2 separate regions of the Anas platyrhynchos genome follow, and region 1 is linked to region 2. A link is a contact called in public Hi-C data. All regions are on one chromosome and are shown on one strand. The core of a region is the stretch at or near the end of the contact, and the rest is flanking DNA. Distances in the headings are between cores, read along the strand shown.

Region 1 (6,037 bases), core at 3,323-5,822, 75 kb before region 2:
TAAAAACACAGGTATTCATTTTGGTTACATGTTATACTGTTGCATTGAAAATCAGAGGGTATCCAGAAGTGCGTGGTGTAGTTCGAGGTTAAGCATATAAATTCTCATAATGCATTTGAAAATCCCACCTTCAGTCTCAGGAGCGAGACTGGGAGCTCAGACACAAAAAGACAACAGCTGGGTGAGTAGAAGACACCGTACCTCAATCGATACAGCTCTGTTTCTGGTACTTGCACTGTGAATTTCCTCAATGAAAAGACTTTGCATGGTGTTGCCATTGACAGAGACCTGTGGTGATGGCATGCCTGGTGTGGGCTGGGATCCTACTGCTGGTTCCTGGGGGGGGGCCGGTGGGGTGGCCGAGAAGTGGCCGCTCACTGGCAGACCTTCACTGTGGCTGGGTGCAGCAGGTGAGCCCTGGGCATGGTTGACCAGGGCTGATGAGTGCTGAGACTGATGGATGACAACAGGAGAGCTCTGCACGTGATGGACCGTCATTGTTGAGAAGGGGACGACTTCTGACTTGACTGAAGATACCTGGGACTCTGAGGTGACTGCTGTGAGGTTTTGCTGTGCGTGTCCCTGGGTATGCTTGGGTTCCTCCTGGCTTTTCAGAGCTTCAGTTGCAGTGGCCTTTTCCATAGTGGAGTATTGCACAGCTTGGGAGGGATCCACACCCCTCAGCAGTCCTTCTGTAACATGTCTGCCCAGCCAAATTGAACACAACAGCATGGCACATGGTTAGCATCCAGGTGGGTCATGAGCAATATTTAACAACAAGCTTTTGCAAGGGAAAAGCTATAAAATACCAACTATATCAAATACATTAGAATGATGTTTTTTTTTCTTAATGCTGTCAGTTCTGTGATTTTATATTTTTCTCTAAGAGTCCGGGGCTTGTTTTTTTTTTCAGAGAGGTCACGCATAGGAGGATGTTTTTGCCTTTTAAAATGTTGACAAACCTTTATGAATGTATTGGCACTTTTCTTTTACCAAACCATGAGTTACAGTGGTTTGATTTTAGAGGGAGACTGGAAATCAGTTGACTTTTTTTTTTTTTTTTTAAACACAAAATCTAGACAAGTAATTCCTGGACTATTAACACAGAAAAAGTAGTTACACAGAATCTGAAGTAGCAGTTTAGCAAACTGCAAAAACAAAGCATTTAAACAGTACTTCAGGAAGGTCTTGTCTGTAAAGTTTGGGGTAGAATGAGGTAAGGATGCAAAGAGTCAACCATTTCTAAGAACTGGCTGTGAAATGGCTGAGCCTCAAAGCTTGGCTATCCATCAAATGTCATCAGTTTTTCCAATACTAAAACAGAGTTTATGACACTTTCCAGGTATTCTGTCTGGGAAAAAAACAACAACAAAATATACACTTTTGGTAAAACTTGGGCTCATTGTTTATTTCCCAAACTGGATAAGGCAGGAAATAACTGAAGTCATTTTTAAGAAAAGGAAGCTAATACGAAAGGATATGGATGTTTATCTACCTGGAAAAATAATTGGTGGCTCTGAGAAGGCCTGTTACATAAACCAGTTTGTCCTTCTGCCAGTACTGGCAAATTCATTTTATATATGCTCCAGAATATATGGGAACAGTGTCAACCCTACATTCCTTAGAATAATGGTAGCAACAATATATTTATGACTTGGATTTGCTTGTAATGGAAGCAAAATTGAGACCACGACCATTGACAGTTTGGCCTAATTCATTGAGTTTTGAGTGGGGATTAAATCCAGTATCTATTGCCTCATATAATTCAGCAGTTGTCTGCTGCTGATATATTCTGACAAACATAGCTAAACACTGGCACTTAGTGGACACACATTTTATCTAATATTTGAACTTTCTCTAAAGTATCTTGCAAACAAAACAAAAACAAAAAAAAACAAAAAACAGAATAAAGAATTTGAATGGATAACCACTCACATTGAAAATATTTGTTTCTTACAGAAGGTTCTTTATCCACTTCAAATCTTTCCCTGTTATTTCTTACTGTTAGATTTTTGGGGATGCACATTTCAGTGTCAGAGAATATTTCTATTGACTTAGATTGCTGTAAATGCCTACAGCTAATTAACTCACATACGGGACTGGTGACATTCTGTAAGCTTTCTCATCAAGGTACTTCCCAAATCTGGAAGCTAGTTTCAATCATAAGCTCTGGACAACTGAGACTGTTGGTCAGAAGAGAACCACTGCACAGAGCACAGGAAAAGATAATCTGATTTTCCTTGAGAAGGCTCTAGAAAGGATCCATAAAATACTGCAAACAAGTTACATATCCCTATATTCCTTGGGGAGAGGGGGAGAACACAAACCCAAAATGCTTGAGGAAATTTTTTAGCTTGAAGAAAAAAAAAATCACCTCCTGAGCATTGTAAGGATATCCGTCATGCTGCGCACACGTTTCAATAAGCTGTCTAGCTTGTGTGGCTCTTCCTTTAGGAACCTCACGGCTTCTACCTCAATGCGGAGGATTGCACGCATTTTATTCTGCAACGTCGGGAACTCTCCTGCAAAGACAACAACTATGAGGCTCAAGAGGAAATCATAAAAGCCCTGGGGAAAAACAGATGACAGGATGAATGTTAAACAGTTGACTGTCAGCCTCTTTTCAGGGGCCATGCAACAAGCCCTTTAATCCTGACTTTAAATATATTGGAAGTGAAAGTTTATGCCTTCAGATCAAAGGCAAAATTGCTTTCAGCCACTGTGGTCAAAAGAGAATAACCGAAAGGAAAAAGGACGAGTACATACCTTTAAGGGTGGCAACAGCTTCTCCCACTTGCCTTAAAAGAAAGGCTCCATCTTCAACATCTTTCAGTGTCACTGTCTTGTTGGAAGCAGTGGAGTCTCTCTTTAGGTCCTCAACAAATCCCTCCAGCTCACTGGCAAAACAAAAAGTGAACATGAAATGTAAGAAGGACTTTCACATTACAATCAAATATATGTAAATGAATGGACTGTATCAGAAACCTCAACTGTGGCATCTTTAAAGCTGATACCACAGGATTAAAGAAAACAGCAGGGTACCAGGAGGGGACATGAGGCTGCTGCACACTCATGCCCACAGCACAGGACCAGGCTCGTAACCAGCCCCAGTCATTGATTTCTCTGATGCTGCAAATGTGCAGAGCAGCTGTGCTACAAAGGGCAGATGGTGTGGTGAAACACATCCAGCAGCCAGCCCTCTGGGAATGCCAATCCTAGCAGAAGGGTACATAGATGCTATACCATAACATCCAGCACAGGTTTGCACCTTATATTTTCTCGCTGCTAATAACATGCAAAAGAATGCACAACAGCAAAGTGACAGCCCAAAAACTGGCACTCACAACCCCTTGGTGCAGAACTGTTTATCTGACCGTCTGTTCTAGACAGGATACAGCGTCCTGTTTCCACAAATAGCCAGAATGAAACAACAAGTGTGCATTGTATGCAGCTCTTGGTCAGCGTTTGGACTAACAAATGGATCACAGAGGCTGCTTTCCAACAAGTGCTGTCCCACGCTTCCTCAGGCTTCATCTGGTGCTTCCTCAACATCTTTCATGATACCTTGTCCAGTACTTCCTTGCTTCACATAAATTTTCACAATCATTTACACACTTTATTTATTTATTTTTTTTTGAGGGACACAGGTTTTTTCCTTATAAGGTTGAGACCAGGTTGTTTTAGCTGGAGTTTCCACCCAGAAAAAATTCTCTCAACAAATCTCTTTAAAAATACCTGCAGTGCATTATACACAACTAGACAAAAACCAGAACAAATACCTATGCGAATACCTCATAAGAACCATCTCTTAAAAATTGTTTTAAAAGAAATCTGCCTCGATTGAGATACCAAATTCACTAACAGGAGTATTCTGAAAGTAGTTTAACTGCATGTTAAAAAACAATGCAAAGTAGGCTCTGAGCTGACAGTCAGGTGCCATTTTAACCTAATTTTGTGCCTCATTTCTCCCATCCACTCAGGTAGAAATTTTGCAGTTGCTGTAAGGGAACAAAGGTATGGGCTGATTGCCTGGAAAGAGGTAGGAAAAGACCGCCACACATTTCTCTTGGGCTAGCACAGCCATGCAATTCCAGCAGAAAATTACTCATTTTCATTCAGGCCACTTCCTAGATCCATCTCAGTGGCTAGGCAATATGAAGAGGAAAAGAGAGGAGTAGGTGGCCAGTAACAGGAGAAAAGCCGTTGCAGCACCACTCTGCATTAGGTCATTGAAAGGGGAAACACAGTCACACAGAACAATAAAGGACCATACAGTAGTACTTCTGATGCACAGAGAAACCGAAGTAGTATCAGGATCTGAACACTAAATTAATACAGCAAATAATTCATTTCACTCCAAAGCCAAGGAACTTGAGAACTTATCAAACAATTCAGAGTTAAGAATCACAAGTTGCTTCTGAACAGACCACAAACATAAGTGGGGTTAAGTGATGCTCCTCCCGTTTTAAGATCACTTCTCCCAAAGACTCTGCCTTGAGAAATACAGCGTCACCATTTCCAAATAGCAGAAGTGTACATTTAGGAAACAATTCAAGGGACCACACGATGGCAGCAAGGCAACATTACTCGGGATATTTTTGCAGTGGAAGAGGCTGCAATAACGCAGGCATCCGCTGTCCCCGTGTCTGCCTCTGCTATAAAGAAGGGTGCAGATATAAACTGGGAAGGAGCTGGGAAAAGAGAGAGCTCTCCATCACTCACTGCAGTGCAAAGGCTCCTGCCCCCCAGAATGATGCCCTACAGTCATGCATCCTCCCCATCCTTTACACCCTGATAGCAGTGCTCAGGACAAAGCAGCGCTACTTCATGAATCATAGGGTGAGCCCCTCTCCCCTCTTTTGTAGAGCACAAGTGGAAAAACAGCTTCTCAGATGTTTGCATCCACCAGGCAATGAAAAAGGCAAGGGGAGAAGCTTAAGTTCATTCACAGGTGAAAAGAAGAGAAATGAACCAAGAACAATACTGGGATGTTTTGGTAGGCTTATAAACTGGTGGAAATACAGGGATAAAGGAAAGACTTCCAGCTAGAAGACAACGTCTTTCTTTCCGTTTTCTTTGAGCAAAAATGGAAAGGATCACCTTAAAAACCTTCAGTTCCATGCAGTGATACTATCAAACAGGACAACTGATCCTGAATTGCTCAGGGGATACCGTATTACACTGCCTCAGGTTGCTAGCTACAAGGGAAAAGAAACCTCAGCCCTCAGGAGCCAAAGATTTAAACAGATGAAGCAGTCTCCAGTGTTTCTTTTATGTAACTGGGAAAACAACTTGGCTTTATAGATTTGTTTGAGCAAACCCAATTAACAAGACAGTCACCTTAAAGCAGTCTCTGAAGGCTAATACAAGATAAATGATTTTCCTGCAACTATGTTTTACAGAGAGAAGCTAAGACAAGCTTTTATGCTGAGATCTTTCTTTAGGCAAAAAATAAAAATAAAAATAATCAGAGGATCTGTCTCAGATTGCAGTATCAGTAGGGCAGGTTACAAAACAAACTGACAAAAAGAATGGCAACAAGTCACCCAGACCAGATGGTATTTGCCCTGGAGTTCAACAGCAACTCAAGGATGAAACAGTCAAACTATTAATGCTAAGCATCTAACTTCTTCATTAAAATTGCTTTGGCACCAGAGTAGTGGAAAGTGTCACAGGTGATAAAAATAACTTTTTAAAAAGGAGGTGGGGCTACACAAGGGTCTGTGCTCTGGTGAGATTGACATCCAAACCGGTGCAATTGATAGATACCATAACAAAGAATAAACAATAAAGCAACAGCGCACCCAGGGATGAATATATTGTGTTAACATGACTTGAGTAAAGAGAAGGTCTCTCAAATCCAGATGGTGCTTTAAAGGAAACAGCAAAAGCATAGGGAAAAACTACAGCCCAAAAGGTTTTCAGCTAGGTATCTAAGTAAAAGCTCTTAAGAAAGAAAAGTTGCCTCAGGACAAAGAGCGGAGGGAAAATTCTCTCATGGATAAAGTAATGGAAGTAAAGAGAAGGGATCAATGAA
Region 2 (5,731 bases), core at 1,933-4,432:
GAACAGAATTATTTTCTCAGTGCTTTTAAAATTCAAGTTATAAACAGTTTCCTGTTTTTTAAAAATAAACCCTGCTCTTGTTCTTCTGGAAGTAAAAACAATCCTAACAGGGTTACACTCTGTAAAGAATCTCAACTGTAACATTTCAGAACATTGCTCATAGTAGTGTTAGCACATGCTGGCAGAAAAGGCTGAAAAAATCACTGTAAAAGAAACACAGAACAATAATCTAAAATTGAACTATTTGAGAATCATTTTTAGATTATCTTTTAAAACAAATTGCTTGCTATCAATAGTTCTTGGAACAATTTGGAACTGACAGATTGTGGGGTGGTGACAGTGTATTACCTCCTATTTGGCTAGTGTGATGATCCCTTAAGCCACACACATAGCTGTGACCCCTCCTGTAACACAAGGGGGGAAAGTCTTATTTTGTTCCAGTTTCAAAATCTAAAAACTCTCCACTCAAATGTTTCATATTACATTCTTTCACTTTTTTTTTTTTTTTTTTTCCCTGTTTGCATTTTGTCTGCTTGTGTTGGGATAAGCCAGAATCTTGTCTCTAGTGTAGGAAAGACGGGCTGAGATGGGATGACTTTCATGGTCTGAAATCATGGTCATTATATAAACCTGTACTCCTTCACGTGACAATGCTCTGTATGGGCCTGGACAACACAATTTAGTATATGCAATAGATGTTAAGAATGGATTACTTAACAGCGAGCTTCTGCAGCTCAGGTCCTTTCATCCTAGCAAAAAGATATTGTCCAACCATAATAAATTCAAGGAAGGTTAGCAATGATTATCAAATGTACGGGATGGTTTCCAGGTGAGGAACACATGATTACAGCAGCAGTTCCTAGCCCGGAGAAGAGATGACCTGAGGGAAATGAGAGAGGCCTACAAAATCAGAGATGGCCTGAGGGAGCAGATAGGGATCTAATGTTTGCTGTCACTTCCAGCACAAGGACAAGGATGCATGACATGAGTTTAAAGCAGATAAGCAAGTACAAAACAAAGAAAAAGAATAGCAATTGTTGGGCAGTAAACCAACTAAACTTACTGCCAAAGTCAGGGCTGCACTGTTGTGGATGCAAAAAAATTACGTGGGTTCAAAGGGAGACTGAACAAATACCTGGAGGAGACATCTCTTGATGGTTATTATATAGACAGAAATCACAACCAGGAAATCCCTATGCTGAAGATAGCTTGAGGCTGGGAGAGTAGTCAAAGGAAGGAGCGTACCTACGCATACTTATCCCTCTTCTTACTCTTGCCTTGACTAGCTGCCTATGGTCCTCACTGGGAACAAAATGCAGGGCCTGGTGAACTCTTGGTCTAACCCAGTATGTCCCTTCTTATGTTCCTATCACCTTATTCATACTGAGGAGCACGTAAGCATATTGTCTTTTCAGAAGACCAGTGTCGGATGTACATACTGACGATAAAAACCTTTTTTCCAGTTCAGCATCTGGGGGAGAAAACACTGCAAAAAGCAGGCCACAGTCTTTGATGTCAGTGAAAAGCTCTCCAAAAGCTGTTTACCAATTCTTGGTTTGCATCTGAAACAGAATTTCAGAGCCTGAGGTATTCTACGTGGCCTGAGGATGGACACACGTGCATGCACCAGGTCCTGGTACCGATGAAATGATGCTAACTGCCTGCTGAAACCCACGTGGTGAGGCTGGACTGTGAGTCGCACAGAGACCTGCCAAGTCTCAATCTGCTTCACATCACCATGAAGTACAGGTTTTCCAGTAATCCTTAGTGTGACATGTGGCCTGCTGTGGACTCCCTAGCCAGCAGTGACATATAGGCAGCGATGAATCCTCTGCATGTATATTAGACATGCTGTGAGCTTGCTCTTAAAAACACCTCTTAACTAAAAAGTATTGTACAGGTTGGACAAAATGTTGGTGGTCCAATGGGCTTTGGGAGGGCACCAGTACCACCCCCTGAGCTGACATGGGCAGAGCCTGGCCCCTCTCCACACCCTGCTGCTCTGCCCTCCTCCCCGACATCCCGCCCTGGTTTCTGCTCATTTGTTGTGTTAGTCATGATGCTCTTGACAGAAACTGTCTTAGCCTGTTGAGGAATAAGTAAAGCACCATGATAAGCTTACACACACGGTGTGATTTACAGCCCAGGCTTTGGTTTATGTCACTCTCTCTGTCGGAAGAGTCTCCAGGAAAGCAGCATTTCAGTTTATTGCCTCTGAGAAGAAACATGCCTTCCTCAGCAATCCGCACGCAAGTTACGCTGTCTCCTCACCGTGGCTTAACTGCCCTCTGGTGTCTTCCCTCAAAAAAACAGCCTGCTCCATCCATCAGCTAGAGCAGTCACAGCAACCACTGTTAGCAGAGGAGCTCCAGCTCACAACTGGGCTCTGTTCGCCCTCAGATACAGGAATAAAAAAGGAGGCATCTGAGTGGCGGCAGCAGAGCTGCACAGCTGAATTTCTGTATCATTCATGTCCCCACAGAGGTGGAAGAGCGCTGCCCTGAAGAAAAGGGCATTTCCATCAGCCTATCTGTTCAAATCCTCCTGTACAAATACCAAATCTTTTCTCTAAGAACTGGATCTGTCAGGCAATGATATCTCTAGGTTGCTTCCAACTAGGTCTACCTTTGAAGAAGCAATGAAGTGACAAAGCCCTTATCTCCTGTCTGAAAATGAGGGCACAGGCCTGTACCAAGTCTGCTGCCACATAGTATGCAGGCTTGGCAAAAAGGATTTGTAATACTGGTTTCAACTGTCAGCATTTCATGTCAGGGTCCGCATCTTTCTCCTTGTTTATCTTGTTCCCAGCACACTTTCAGATACTATGAAAATAATTTCACCGTTCCCCCAGGTTAGCCAGTACACCATACTGAGCTCATTTCTGAAACGTACCTTGACATTAAAAATAAAATGCTACCTTTTTTAAACCTCAAACTATTTAAAAATTACTTTGAATGTGCAAAGGGAGAGCATGGGCTCAGACGAGAGAGGAGAGGGACTGAAGCAGGGTCTTACCCAGTGATCTCTCCTTGGTTTGGTTTGCTGACCGCACGACGGGAAGGCTCGCCCGCGTGCGGCTGCCCCTCGAAAAGGGAGTCGGAGAATCACCCTCAGACATGGCCTCTAAGGAATCGGCAGACGCTTCAGATAGGTGCTCTGTCTGGTCACCCAAATTGGGCTGTGGGCTCTGCGACGGCTTTGGGCTTCTTGTCTGCAAAACAGAGCATTGCGTTATTGGTCAACTGGACCTAGAATATTTGGGGAAAATAACAAGAACAACCAAACAAAAAACAAAGAGAAGGAGGAAGAATTCCAAACTTCTTCAAATACTGGTATGCTGAAGGTCACTTCTGTGTAGATTATTTAAGAAAACGGTGTCCGTGGGTATTCTGTTAAGGTTTTTATTGTTATACATTCACGTTGCAAATTTTATTGCTAACAAGGCCCTCAGGACAAGAAGTGCTGAAGAGACATATGGTAATGCCATTCCTTGCTGCTCAAACAACTACTACAGCATAGACATGTCTACACACACACACACGTGCGCTTACTGAACATGTAAGATCAGAAAGGTTTTCATTGTGCTTTCTTAAATTTGCATTTAAACCCTCAGTGTATGGAAGTACGAAGAGGACACTAGTAGCACAGTAGCATGTCAATGTCATTTAAACCATTTGCAGTTAAAGTTATAACAGAGAAAACCTAAAACACTACTCTTATGTTGATAAGTCTACCAAGAAAAACACTCCACAAAGAAATTGTGTGATGCAGCAGTCATAAGCTATTAATCTCAATATATTCTGCTGTGATGTCTATGTAAGGTAGAGGTCATGCAGCAAGGCCAGATTAACCATCCAACATTTCTACCCAAATTCATAAATAATTATTTTGTTTTTTGTTGCATCAGCAAAAATCAGAAATGTCTTCATTAACTGACCAAATTAACTACGATTTTTACTGGGCAATCACATTACTAAATTGCTAAACACAGTATCCAAAAAAAGCAGACTCTCTCATAGGAGAGACAGGGTTTCTTCTGGGCATTTCTACTGACTCTCTATTACTGTAAGATATGTGTAATAAAAACGCATTCAATAGGAGATACAATGTACTTAACAATTTTTGCTGACTATAAGTGATATTGTAAGTGCCTTCTACAAGGAGAGGTTGCATGAAGAAATATACTTAGTAATGTTTGCTCTGTTCAGTGAAACTCCCTCCACCAGATTTAATATTACCCTAGAAGAATAATTTTCCAGTCTCTCAAGCAAACTCTCTATCACTACAAACTAGAACAGACATTGTACAAGCAGAAATTCAAAGCAAAGCAAGCTCATTCTGTCCCAAAAGTAGTATGCAAATACGAACTTTATAAAGGCCTATAATCAGTACCAGGCACAAGATGTCATAAAATGCTTATGCTTTTCTTTTCCCTATCATTTAAGGTCAGATGTTAGTATATTAAACATCCTCTGTATTAAAATCAACTTCAACTCTAGATTTGAAGATGCTGGCAAGATCCAGAAATGTTTTTGCCTCTTTCTAAAAAGCCAAGATGACATATCTTGCTGACATCTGGTTCCTTCAGTGTTTTTTTTTTTAAGTGAGATGAGGTGAGCTTGTTTCAGCAATAGCACAGATTACATAATATTCCCTGTGTGACTTTGAACGTATGAAGAACTTTAGCTTTTATTAGATTTTCATTAGCTGGCTATTGAAGCTTGTTGTTGCCAAGTTGTCCAGTTGCTCACAAACTATAATAAATTAGAAATACCTCAAGAGAAAGCTAAATCCTCCAGAACTTTTCACTTCTCAAATGTTAATAATAAAATATTAGGTATTATCCAATGTCCCGCAGTGAAGTTATTCAAGAGCACTGAATTTTTGCAGGAGTTAAAGCTAACAACATTTGTTCTCAGTAAACTAAAGTATGCTTTGAAGTGCCTCTTCCACGGTCAGCACTAGTCTGCAGGTTGTAAATACAGGGACTTGTGCCTGAAAGCTTACAGAGGTGACAAATGACTTGCAAACACAGAGAAAGAATTTGATTACTCAGTATTTCTTCATTCAACTTTCCAAAATGGCTTGGGAACCATCACTGCTGAAATATTTCATTTACACAGGCATACCACAGGAGTACAACCAAGTCAGGTCATTACAGCTTCCTCACTCCTTGTACTACTAACAACTTATCTGTGTGTACCCATTAATAGAAAGTTACAAGGCATATCAGAATGCTCACTTTATAGAAAGCCATAACTAAAAAATAAAACTGGATTGAAAAAAAAAAAAATCAACCTGCAAAAGATTGTTATATTTAGAATTTGTTGGGAAGGGGATTATTTTTGTTTCTTTAAGAAAAAATATTCTCAGAATATGAATCAAGCCTATTTTGCCTTGCTTTCTTTTTTTTTTTCTTTCAGTTGAATCCTCACATGCCATCTGAGACATGCAGTTGCATACTGCATATAGTTTATCCAAAAATATGAACAGGTGCATATTTTAGCAGTTAGGGAATACTCCATTACCATAAGCAACTAGACACAATCTCAGCTGTGCAGTTGACCAGTGTTACCTGCCAATGCACAGGTGGAGACAACTTCAGCAATGCTATGTTTCTTTGGTTGTCCCTGGGGCAGTTCTTTAGGACCTAACATATGGCATCTCACCCTCCTGGGCTGAAAAAAAAAGCACCACTTTTCAGCAGTACTCATTCCACAGCCCCAAAACT

Evidence for each region. Hi-C and Micro-C count contacts between places; a contact is called where the count stands out from the background.
Region 1: a contact with region 2 is called in a Hi-C map of subcutaneous adipose tissue, with 2.2 times the contacts expected there. The contact joins two enhancer-like sites. A contact is called at or near these places in 4 of 8 Hi-C or Micro-C datasets (liver, skeletal muscle and subcutaneous adipose tissue).

Annotation. Positions count from the first base shown.
Region 1 is chr2:141,483,621-141,489,657 of IASCAAS_PekinDuck_T2T, reverse strand. KIAA1217 (KIAA1217 ortholog) reads right to left here. Exons shown (of 21, transcript XM_038174602.2): 12 at 2,767-2,897; 13 at 2,375-2,522; 14 at 202-703. Among named protein-coding and RNA genes, the nearest start is that of ARHGAP21, 140 kb to the left of the region's middle. Within about 2 kb of position 4,572, at least 1 of the 8 cell types and tissues checked has an H3K27ac peak or open chromatin away from gene starts, as enhancers often do. A contact at or near this core is called in subcutaneous adipose tissue, where this site is marked.
Region 2 is chr2:141,407,557-141,413,287 of IASCAAS_PekinDuck_T2T, reverse strand. KIAA1217 (KIAA1217 ortholog) reads right to left here. Exons shown (of 21, transcript XM_038174602.2): 4 at 3,016-3,211. Among named protein-coding and RNA genes, the nearest start is that of ARHGAP21, 220 kb to the left of the region's middle. Within about 2 kb of position 3,182, at least 2 of the 8 cell types and tissues checked have an H3K27ac peak or open chromatin away from gene starts, as enhancers often do. A contact at or near this core is called in subcutaneous adipose tissue, where this site is marked.